2 separate regions of the Mus musculus genome follow, and region 1 is linked to region 2. A link is a contact called in public HiChIP or PLAC-seq data. All regions are on one chromosome and are shown on one strand. Each heading gives the region's core, a stretch centred on a gene start, on an enhancer-like site or on the middle of the called end of the contact. The rest is flanking DNA. Distances are from core to core; before and after follow the strand shown. Region 1 holds the start of Ttc39aos1 (Ttc39a opposite strand RNA 1). Region 2 overlaps Eps15 (epidermal growth factor receptor pathway substrate 15).

Region 1 (5,148 bases), core at 1,517-4,016, 89 kb before region 2:
CACACTCACACACACACACACACACACATTGTTTTGTTTTGTTTTGTTTTGAAACAGAGTTTCTCTGTGTAGCCCTGGCTGTCCTGGAACTCACTCTGTAGACCAGGCTGGTCTTGCACTCAGAAAGAAATCCACCTGCCTCTGCCTCCCAAGTGCTGGGACTAAAGGTGTGTGCCACCACTGCCCTGCACATTTCACATTTCACATTTGTTAACTGGGCATGGTAGCACATGCCTGTAGTCCCAGCTGGTGGGAGGTAGGGATGGGACCATGAGGAGTTCAAAGGTCATCCTTGGGTACACAAAGAGTACACCAGCAGCCTGGGCTACAGGAGACCCTGTCTTAACCCACCCTGTCCCCACTGCCAAGAAAGTATTGTTATATGGTAGATAAAACTTTATTACAGTTATACCCAGACAAGATCTGAGTGTTTGTTGAGACTAAGTGTCTACAGATGGAAGCGGGATTTGCTTCTACTTTGGTTTTCTTCTCAAATCCCACAAGGATGGCACTGACCAGAAGCAGGGGACTGGACAAATGGGCCTGTGTGAGCACAAAGATTGGGCCCTCACAGGCATACAGGAACACAGATGTTCTGTTTTTTGTTAGAACTTTGTGCTTACTGGCCTGGAGGCTGGGAGCAGAGTTAGAGGTACCCAGGGTTCTTCCAGGGACTCAGGCACAGCTGTGGTATATAGGCAAGAGGGACGAGTCTGGCTTTCAGCCAGCAAGTCTGGGTTTGTGGATGGAAGCCTTGTTCCATGTCTGCCTTTTCTCCTGAAAACCACGCTTCTAATACTGAAGGGTGGTGTTCGGACAGGGCTGCGCAGAAAGGTAGTCAGCCAAGCTCCGGAGCTTTCAACCCTCAGCAGGAAGAGCGTAGCTAACCCAGCCTCTCTGTGTTTTCCAAAGCAGGAACCAGAAGTCAGGGAGGTTTGGTCAAATGCCTTGACCAAAATTATACAACAGAAAATGATTAGGGGAAAACTTAACAGGTGACTTCCTCCAGCCACGATGTTCCTCAGCACCGAGCTACCATTCTCTCAGACCCACACTAGAGGCTTCCAGCTGGCTGGTGGTTTCTCTCCTCCCTGTTCATCTGTCAGGCCTCAGGCCCTTGGCAAATATTGTCACTAGTCTGAGTCTCCAGGTAGGGCAGGCACCCCTCCCAGCTCACCTGAGCAGGATCTCTCTCTGCCCAGCAACCTCCCAGCAGCCTAGGATCCCAGCAACTGCCCCCTAAGCACTGAAACCCAAACACAGCAGAGCTGCTGACTATCTCCAGACAGCAACTGGCAGTGCCCGGGATCAACCTAGGGGGTCTGACTGTGACTTTGGAGGGGTGGGGGTGGGGCTGGCCAAGACAGCCATGTTGATAGTGACAGCACCCACCTTGACAACCTAGGTTCCTGGTACACCCAATACCCTGGGCCCGAGCACACTTAGAGCCCTTCAAATACCCCAAATATCCCTAAAGGGGATGTCACCAGACAGAGCTGTGTTCAAATCTCACTTTCCACTCTTACCTCCTGGATAATCAAAGTCACTTAAGAGCTATGCCTCAGTTTTCTCATCTGTAAAGAAGGGTGATCGTAACAAGGCCCACCCCATGGGTATAGACTCCATGAGGAGGGAGAGAAAGTTGGGACCCAGAAGGCCTGTGACTGAGCCAGGGTCCCCAGGAGGCAGCGGGGCGCGGGCTGCAGGCTGCGCAGCGGCTGGAGCCGCAGTGCGGTCCCGGGGCTCCTCCTAGGAGGCCCCCGCAGCGTTCGCCCTGCACGGCCCGCGCCCCGAGGCGGCCTCCGCCACTCACCCCGCCGGCAGGTCGCCCGGGCCGCTGGCCGTGGTCATCGCTGCGCGCGCCGGACGCCAGGCGCAGCCCAGGTGCTGCGGCCGGATCCCAGCGACGCGGCGGCCGGGGAGGGGCGCGCCGGGGGGCGGGGAAGGCGACGGGGCCGGGCCGGTCTCGGGCTGCCCACCCGCGCAGTGGGACCATGGCCGCGCCCGCGCAGCGCAGCGCCCGCCCCTGGCGCTGGCCAGGTGGGACCCGGGCGCTCAAGGTCGGCACAGCCTGGCCTTGGAGCATCGGCGCAGACATGGACCGGAGCTGCCAACACCTCCACCCACTCGGGCTGGGAAATTCTCCACCTTCCCTAGGCCTCAGCTCCCGGCCCCACACCTGAGATCTCGCGGTCCAGCCTCACTGCCGGGCCATGTTAGCGGAGAAAGCCTAGCTTCTGCAGACAGGCGTGGACATTCATTCTAACCGCTTGCCCAAACGGGGCCAGTGTTTTGCAAGAGACCAGAAGGCGGGAAAGCGGGCGGGTTAGCACGCACCGCTAGCAGGCAGCTCACACTCTCCTTCTCAAACAATCCCTAAAATTGCCATTTTTTTTTTTTTCAGATGCGAAAACTCGAGCGGTTGAGTTCATGTGACCTGTGTAGAGCCACTCTACAGTAAGTGGCCAGCAGGAACTGCAACTTAGCCCTCCTAACTCCAAAGCTCACACTCAGCCCCTTCTCCCTTTGGCCCCCTCCTCTCTCACTTCCAGAGTGAGTGGTCCATCCCCCAGATGCCCACTTTGCACTTAGACCTGAGACAGGTTCCGAAGAAGCCCACATGATCTTCTAGCAGAGAGCCCTGGCCCATTAAGAGTTAACCGGCCACTACCTCTGGGCCCCAGATGCTCTGGTGACTCATCATAACACGTGGCTGCCATTAGATTAGAGCTGTCCCTTTAGAAAGGCAAGGGACAGGAGGAGGGATTGGCCCTGAGCTCCAGGATGTCAGAAGAGGAAGCAAAAAAGAGCAGCCTGCAAATGCAGCCATGGTGGGAAGGACTTGGATCAGATCCCAGAGGAGCCAGGCAACTTGAGTTTAGGAATAGGGAGAAATGTCTGGGGGATTGCTGCTCTCATCAAGATAACTGCCTGGAAAGACTGTGAGTTGTTTGTTGTTCTTTTTAAAAATATTTTTATGTGTATTAGAGTTTTGCCTGCAGCTATGCCAGAGTGAAAGTGACACATCCCCTGGAGCTGGAGTTACAGACATTGTGAGGCGCCATGTAGGTGCTGGGAATTGAACCTCTGTCCTCTGGAAGAGCAGCCAATGCTCTTGACTGCTGAGCTATTTCCCAGGATGTCCTTATGCTGCTCTGTGTGAGCAGAGGCCAGGCACTGCTATGTGGAAACTATCCCAACTTTGGTAGCCTCACATATGGGCTTGAAAAGACGATGATGGGAACCTGACCACAACAGCATGTACCAGCAACCATTATTTAAGGAACCCAGACGAGGGTGAGTATGTTGGGGAAGGGGGAAGGGGGGGGGAAGGGTCTGTCCGGAGCAGATGGGAGCTGAGCCTTGAGAAGTGCGTTAATGAAGCTGGGAGCAGGTGTGCTCCATGAGGGACCAATATAGACAAAGGCACAGGAGTGGGTAAGGGCACACTGATGAATGCTGGGGTCTGTGGTTCTGAAGAGAACAGTGTAGAGACGAGTGAGTCCTAGGTGATGAGGCTGAAGCCTGTCGCACGCCCCACACAGTCATGTCCTCGGGCATTTGTACATGCTGTTTCTTTTGCCTAGGACACACACTCCTTCCTGGTCACATAATTCATCCATGGAACCAGGGATGGAGCCAACAGCTTATCACTGAAAGGTCTCTCTTCAAAAGAAAAAACAGTCCTTCACAACACTACACACTTGTAACACGTGGGAGGTAGAGGCAGAAGGTGCAGGAGCTCAAAGTTATCCTTAGCTAAGGCTAAGGGCTTCCAGGCTAGCTAGGCTATATGAGAAATGGACAGACAGGGACTGGAGAGATGACTCAGTGGTTAAGAGCACTGGCTGCTCTTACAAAGGTCCTGAGTTCAAATTGCAGCAACCACATGGTGGCTCACAACCACCCGTAATGAGATCTGATGCCCCCTTCTGGTGCTGTCTGAAGACAGCTACAGTGTACTTAGGTATAATAATAAATAAATCTCTGGGCCAGAGTGAGCAGGGCCAACCGGAGCTAGCGGGGCCAATTGGAGTGAGCAGAGGTCCTAAATTCAATACTCAACAACCACATGAAGGCTCACAACCATCTGTACAGCTACAGTGTACTCACATACATAAAATAAATAAATAAATAAATAAATCCTTTAAAAAAAGAAATGGACAGACAGCATGAAAGGTAGCACGGGGGATAGGTAGACACAACAGATTGCTAAAGTAAAAAAATTCAGGGCCTTGTTGGAATGACAGAAGAGGCCAGGTAAGTGGTCCTGAAGCAACTAAGCTCCATTAGTTCTGATTCTACTTAGCCTGGCTAAAAAAAATTCTATTTTTATTAAGAACTTGTATCAGTTCAGATGTCACCTCTCCCAGGAAGTTCCTGGCTGGGTCCCAGACTCTCATCTCTTGCCTCCAGTGAGCAGCCCTAACTCCTGTGGGTGACACTGTGTATGACACGGGGAAGGAGCAGGAAGAGATGCCTGTACGTGACTCTCGTGGACATCTCTCAAGGTACGGTAAAGTCTGATCGTCACTGTGTTTCTGCCTATGGATGGCTGACAGTGAACACTGGCTTCAGGGAGGTCCCAGCTCCCTCTGAGGGAGTCAGCTTAGCAATGGCTGACTCATGTCAAAGGCCACTTACAAGCCACGCATGCTTGTAATCTTGGCCAACCTTCATTTTTAACTGCTCTGTGAAGCTCAGTTTCTGCAGAGGGAAATGGAAATAACCCTACCTACTTCCCTGTGAGCAGCAAGAGTTCGTGCACATGGAGACGGAGACGGAGAGGCCTGGCATGCAGCACAGCGGTACTGCTGGTGCCTGGAGATGGACTCTGCACTTCTCCCCATTTTACAGATGAGAACAGTTGAGCAAGGTCAGCAGCAGAGTCAGAACTCTTCCCCCATCACCACAGTGGTCCTCAAGCTGGAGCCAGACATCCAGTGAGTAAATGGGGAGTCCCCAAGGCTGGTCCAGGTCCTCAAGAGTTCTGGCCCAGCTTCGGCTCATTATTGCTTCTTCCTCCCAGCCCAGGTGACCCAGCTTGGATCATGTGCTTAGGGCCATGTTGAGCCAACAACTGAGCCTGAGGATTACCTTCCCAAGTCTCAGTCCCTTCCTCACCAGTCGGGACACTTGTCATGCCTG
Region 2 (4,941 bases), core at 944-3,443:
TACTTACATTTATTTTCCATATGAAATGCTGCCTGAAAAAAGATTATTAACCATAACAATTGGCTGCAATAGCACCTGTCCATCAATAAAAGACTAACACTAAAGTGATGATATACCTATATAATAAAAAACTATGAAACAATCGTTTTTAAAAAATAATGAAGCTAGGTTGGGAAAGCATACTTCTTTAATCCCAGTACTTGAGAGGCAGATGCAGGAGGATTTCTGAGTTCAAGGACAACCCCGGTCTACAGAGTGAGTTTTAGGACAGCCAGGGCTACACAGAGAAATCCTGTCTCAAAAACAAAACAAAACAGACAAACAAACAAATCATAGGAAAGCATTATGGTATTGTCTTCACGAATACGAAATTTTCAATATTTACCAAATTACATACTTAAATTGGAAGCAATCCATTGTATTCAGTCTCAAAAAACAATATACCAGAAAAAAAAAATCACAATGTATTCTATGAGAAAATAAGTCCAAGAATCTAAAGCACAATGATAACATAAAAAAATACAGTGTTGAACACATACCTCCAGTATATGTGTGCGTGCATGTGTGTTTGTGTGGTGTTATCTTCTGTGGTAAAGAGCAAATAATTATTCAAAATTTTTGTACATTTGAACAAGGAAAATTCAAGGATAAACCAGAAAGTAAGAAAAGTAGCTGGCCAGAGAAGACTACAACAGTTGCAGGCAGAGATGGATCCTTTTTTCACTATCTTCTTGTTTAATTTTGAATGATTAGAATGTATTACCTACCTTAAAATATTTTAAATATCTAAAGTGTGTATGTATATGTGTACATATATTTTAAAAGCTTACTGTCTGTAGAATATTTACTGTAAAACACTGTAACTTCTCCACGTTAAAGATACCTTTCATACTCTCAGAGGATGAAGTTTTATGGCTTTTAAAAAAAGAAAACTTGCAAACTTTATATGCCCCAGTACAGGGGAACGCCAGGGCCAAAAAGAGGGAGTGGGTGGGTAGGGGATTGGGGGGGTGGGTATGGGGGACCTTTGGGATAGCATTGAAAATGTAAACGAGGAAAATACCTAATTAAAAAAAAAAAGAAAAAAGAAAACTAGAGCTGGTGAGATGGCTCAGCGGTTAAGAGCATCGACTGCTCTTGCTAAGGTCCTGAGTTCAAGTCCTAGCAACCACATGTTGGCTCACAACCATCTGTAATGAGATCTGACGCCCTCTTCTGGAGTGTCTGAAGATAGCTACAGTGTACTTACATATAATAAATAAATAAATAAATTTAAAAACTATATAATAAAAGAAAAATAGACAATATCTTTAACCTCAAGAAGGATTTCCGTTGCAACTGAGAGTGGGTGCATTATTTCTTGATTTTTTTTTCCCACTGAAAATTATAATTCTCTCAAAGGAAATTTGCATTGGGCATCTATCTTAACTCCTAAATTTGAGTTTTATAGAATTTTCAAATCAGTACTTACTGAGTACTCAATACAACTGTGACCCACAATTTATATGATGGCTAATATTTTATAAATGAAGAAACGGCAGCTCAGGGATGCTAACTTGACTAATACAATATTTTAAAGATGCCATAGGCTACTGTATAGACTACACCATTGGTGTTACATGCCTATAACCCCATTACTCAGGACCAGGCAGCAGAGAACTGAGTTTGAGCCCAGCCTAGGTTATATGAGAGTCTGTCTCAAAAAAGAACTTTTTAAATATCTATGTATCTATATAGACACTAAAATGTTTATATAATATTATATATAAATGTATATGATACAAACCAAGAACTCCTTAGCTACAATATTAACAATAGCATCTGTGTGATAATTTTGACTATCACTCTTTCCTTTATAATTGGAACAGCTAAATCTGACCTGTGGACCCAGACTTTAGTGCACATCAGAATTTCCTGGAATTCTGGGATCAGTAAAGCTGGCACTGAGTCAGAGAATCTGCATTTCTAACAAGTTCTCTGGGGCTGTGTATCCAGGGATAGCCAAACCAATCCTTTACCACAAACTGGCCAAACAGTTAAGAACTCCATGTCAGTTTGAAAACACATGAACCCTATGTCTTCAAAAACTTGAAGCTTCAGAAAGAAACAATCTACTTCAGAGTATCTGTAGTACTAGGCTGGTACTTTGCTAACAGAGTGACTAGCACACATATCAAGGTCAGCATTCTTGCTGCAGATGAAGTCATTTCCTGGAAAAGTGGACACTGAACAAAACAAAAAAGCAATGCTTGCCATCTGCTGCCAATAGACAACACTTTTTTTTTCCTGAAAGTTGAAAAAGTTACCAATTTCATGTTTCTTAAAAATAGTTTCCCTGACAAAACTAAAGCCAAAATTTTGTTCACCAAAATCCTAAAGATGAACAGAATAATTTTAATACTGCTGGACTATGATCTTGTTCTCTTACTATACTGTACTCTATCCTATACAGACTGCAACTAAAGCAACAGCAACCAGATCAAATAATGTACATCCCCCTCCCAACCCATGTGCCCTGTGTGTCTCTGTGTGTGTGTGGAGAGAAACAACAGTTTTCAAGCTGGTATATACTATGTGAGTACAGAAATACATAAAGACACTAAACTAAAAAGCTTTAGGATATCTTTATTTAAAATAAAACTAGGCTGGGCAGTGATGGTAACAGATTTTAATCCCAGCACTTGGGAGGCAGAGATAGGTGATACTCTTGAGTTCAAGGCCAGCCTGGTGTACAGGATAAATTCCAGGACAGCTAAAGATACACAGAGAAACTTTCTCTCAAAAAAAAAAAAAAAAAAAAAATCCCCAATGGAGGAGGTAGAGAAAGGACCCAAGGAGCTGAAGGGGTTTACAACCACATAGGAGGAATAACAATATGAACCAACCAGTACCCCCCAGAGCTCCCAGGGATTAAACCACCAACCAAAGAGTATGCATGGAGGGACTCAAGGCTCTATCCAAGTATGTAGCAGAGGATAGCCTTGTGAGACATCAATGAGAGGAGAGGCCCTTGGTCTTGTGAAGGCTCTATGCCCCAGTGTAGGGGAATGCCAGGACAGAGAAGCGGGAGTGGGTGGGTTAGGGAGCAGGGGGAGGGGTATGGGATGGGGGGGGTTCAGAGGAGAAATGGGGAAAGGGATTAAAATTTGAAATGTAAATAAAGAAAAATCTAATAAAAAATTAAAAATAATAAAATTAAAAGAATTAAGTAAGTAAGTAAATAAATCATCACAAACAAAGCTAAAGTTACACAGGGTGTCAGAGAAGGAAAGGACTTAGTTTGGGATTAATACCAACTACTGACTTTCTTTAAGTGGTTTTTCTCTTTGTGTTTTAAGCAATATTAACTTTCAGTGGACATCAGATCAATATAAGGATTTTTAAATATCCATCATTTTATTGCACATTAACTGAGTATCTTTCCTATGCACCTACAGTGAGGGAAAAAAAAATGATGGCAAAACATACACATTCTCTTACCCATTAAATATATGCACTCAACCAAATAAATTCTAAAGACATTAGTAACTACGATCTGATGGGCATAGTCTAAGGATAAATTAAAATGGGAACTATTTCCCAAGACAGATGACACACACTGTAATTTAAGCATGTAGGCAGATCGTAAACTCGAGCCCTGTTTTAATAAGCTGTCAGGAGGTGTGGGTGTGAGAAGGCTGTCATATGATAGTATTTTACACTTTAAGAACATCTAGTTACTTACAACTGCAAACTCATCTCTGTCCAGCTTTCCATCGTGGTCAATATCACTCAACTCCCAAACCTTAAAAAAGGAAAGTGAGAACAATTAATGCTCTTTACTTTATGTATTCTTTAGGGACAGGAAGAGAAAGCATACTAATGGAATATGAGAGTGTCTGAGGTTAAGTATCTTAAAAGGAATCTGGACTTTGTCTTAATTGCAATGGGAAGTTACTAGGAGGTTAGTTTAAAGCAAGAAAATTGGAATCTCACACAGACCATACAGTAGAGAAACGGTTGGAAACAATACTAGAAAAGAGCTTTTAAAAACCAGTCTTGACAGATGTGGTGCTGCATGCCTTTAGTCCCAGTATTCAGTAGGCAGATGTAGGTGGATCTGAGTTCAAGGCCAGCCTGGTCTACAAAGAGTTCCCAGGCAGCCTGGGCTACACCAAGAAATGGTCTCAAAACAACAAACCAAACTCTGTATTTATTAAGCACCTAATGGCCCAGGGGTAGTATCACAAGTATTTCTGGCAATGTGATGGCAGTCATCACCATTCTACCATAGCACCTAGCATTCTGAGTTGTAACAAGCACTGTATTAAGCACACACACACTATCACATTCAGTCCTTGGTACCCTATCAACTGAAATGTACGCCCATGGCAAAGACTTGAAAACCAACATACAGTTTTTCTAAGGACTTTCCCCAAGTTACTTAACTAAGAAGGAAAGAGCTGGATTGGACCCTCTGTGGCAGTTTATGCAAGGAATTACACAAAGAGCTGGGTATTTAAAGAAAGTGGTTATGGTTTAAAACATAAGGAAGAAAGGAGAGAAATTATATTGAAAACAAAACAAAAGTGACAAGCAATCGGGAGAAACCCAGATAAAATCAGTGATCAGGAACTTATTTTAGCATTTCTCAAAAGCCTGAATACAACAAAAGAGAAGGCAAATAATTACCACATGCACACTTGAGTTTTTGGTAAAAATCAAAAACTTCTTAATAAATTCAAATACTTTCCTCACATCTAAGTCTTAAAAGCATTTAGGACCAAGGCTTGACACTATTACTGAGGCTATGGAGCGCTCACAAAAAGGGACCTATCACCACTGCCCTCCGAAAGACCCAACAAGCAGTTGAAAGAGTCAGATGCAGATATTTGCACCCAACCAATGGGCAGAAGCAGCTGACCCCTGTTGTTGAATTAGGGAAGGCTGAAAGAATCTGAG

The links. HiChIP or PLAC-seq counts read pairs in DNA pulled down with a chosen protein or histone mark.
Region 1: an H3K4me3 HiChIP or PLAC-seq map of bone marrow-derived macrophages shows a contact between it and region 2, with 2.6 times the contacts expected there. The contact joins the promoter of Ttc39aos1 here to the enhancer-like site in region 2. A contact is called at or near these places in 4 of 39 promoter capture datasets (HPC-7-derived erythroid cells, hematopoietic stem and progenitor cells, hippocampal neurons and 1 more), 1 of 484 Hi-C or Micro-C datasets (nephron progenitors), 3 of 115 datasets of contacts at active chromatin or transcription factors (bone marrow-derived macrophages and embryonic stem cells) and 3 of 9 other capture datasets (adipose tissue, liver and pancreatic islet).

What each region holds. Positions count from the first base shown.
Region 1 is chr4:109,403,875-109,409,022 of GRCm38.p6, reverse strand. It overlaps Ttc39aos1 (Ttc39a opposite strand RNA 1), which reads left to right and starts at 2,766. Exons shown (of 4, transcript NR_131195.1): 1 at 2,766-3,297; 2 at 4,417-4,511; 3 at 4,754-4,943; 4 at 5,030-5,148. It overlaps Ttc39a (tetratricopeptide repeat domain 39A), which reads right to left and starts at 1,923. Exons shown (of 18, transcript NM_153392.2): 1 at 1,814-1,923. The coding sequence starts at 1,851.
Region 2 is chr4:109,314,688-109,319,628 of GRCm38.p6, reverse strand. Eps15 (epidermal growth factor receptor pathway substrate 15) reads right to left here. Exons shown (of 25, transcript NM_007943.3): 8 at 3,725-3,784. Among named protein-coding and RNA genes, the nearest start is that of Gm52702, 26 kb to the left of the region's middle. Within about 2 kb of position 2,193, at least 21 of the 459 cell types and tissues checked have an H3K27ac peak or open chromatin away from gene starts, as enhancers often do. A contact at or near this core is called in adipose tissue, bone marrow-derived macrophages and liver, where this site is marked.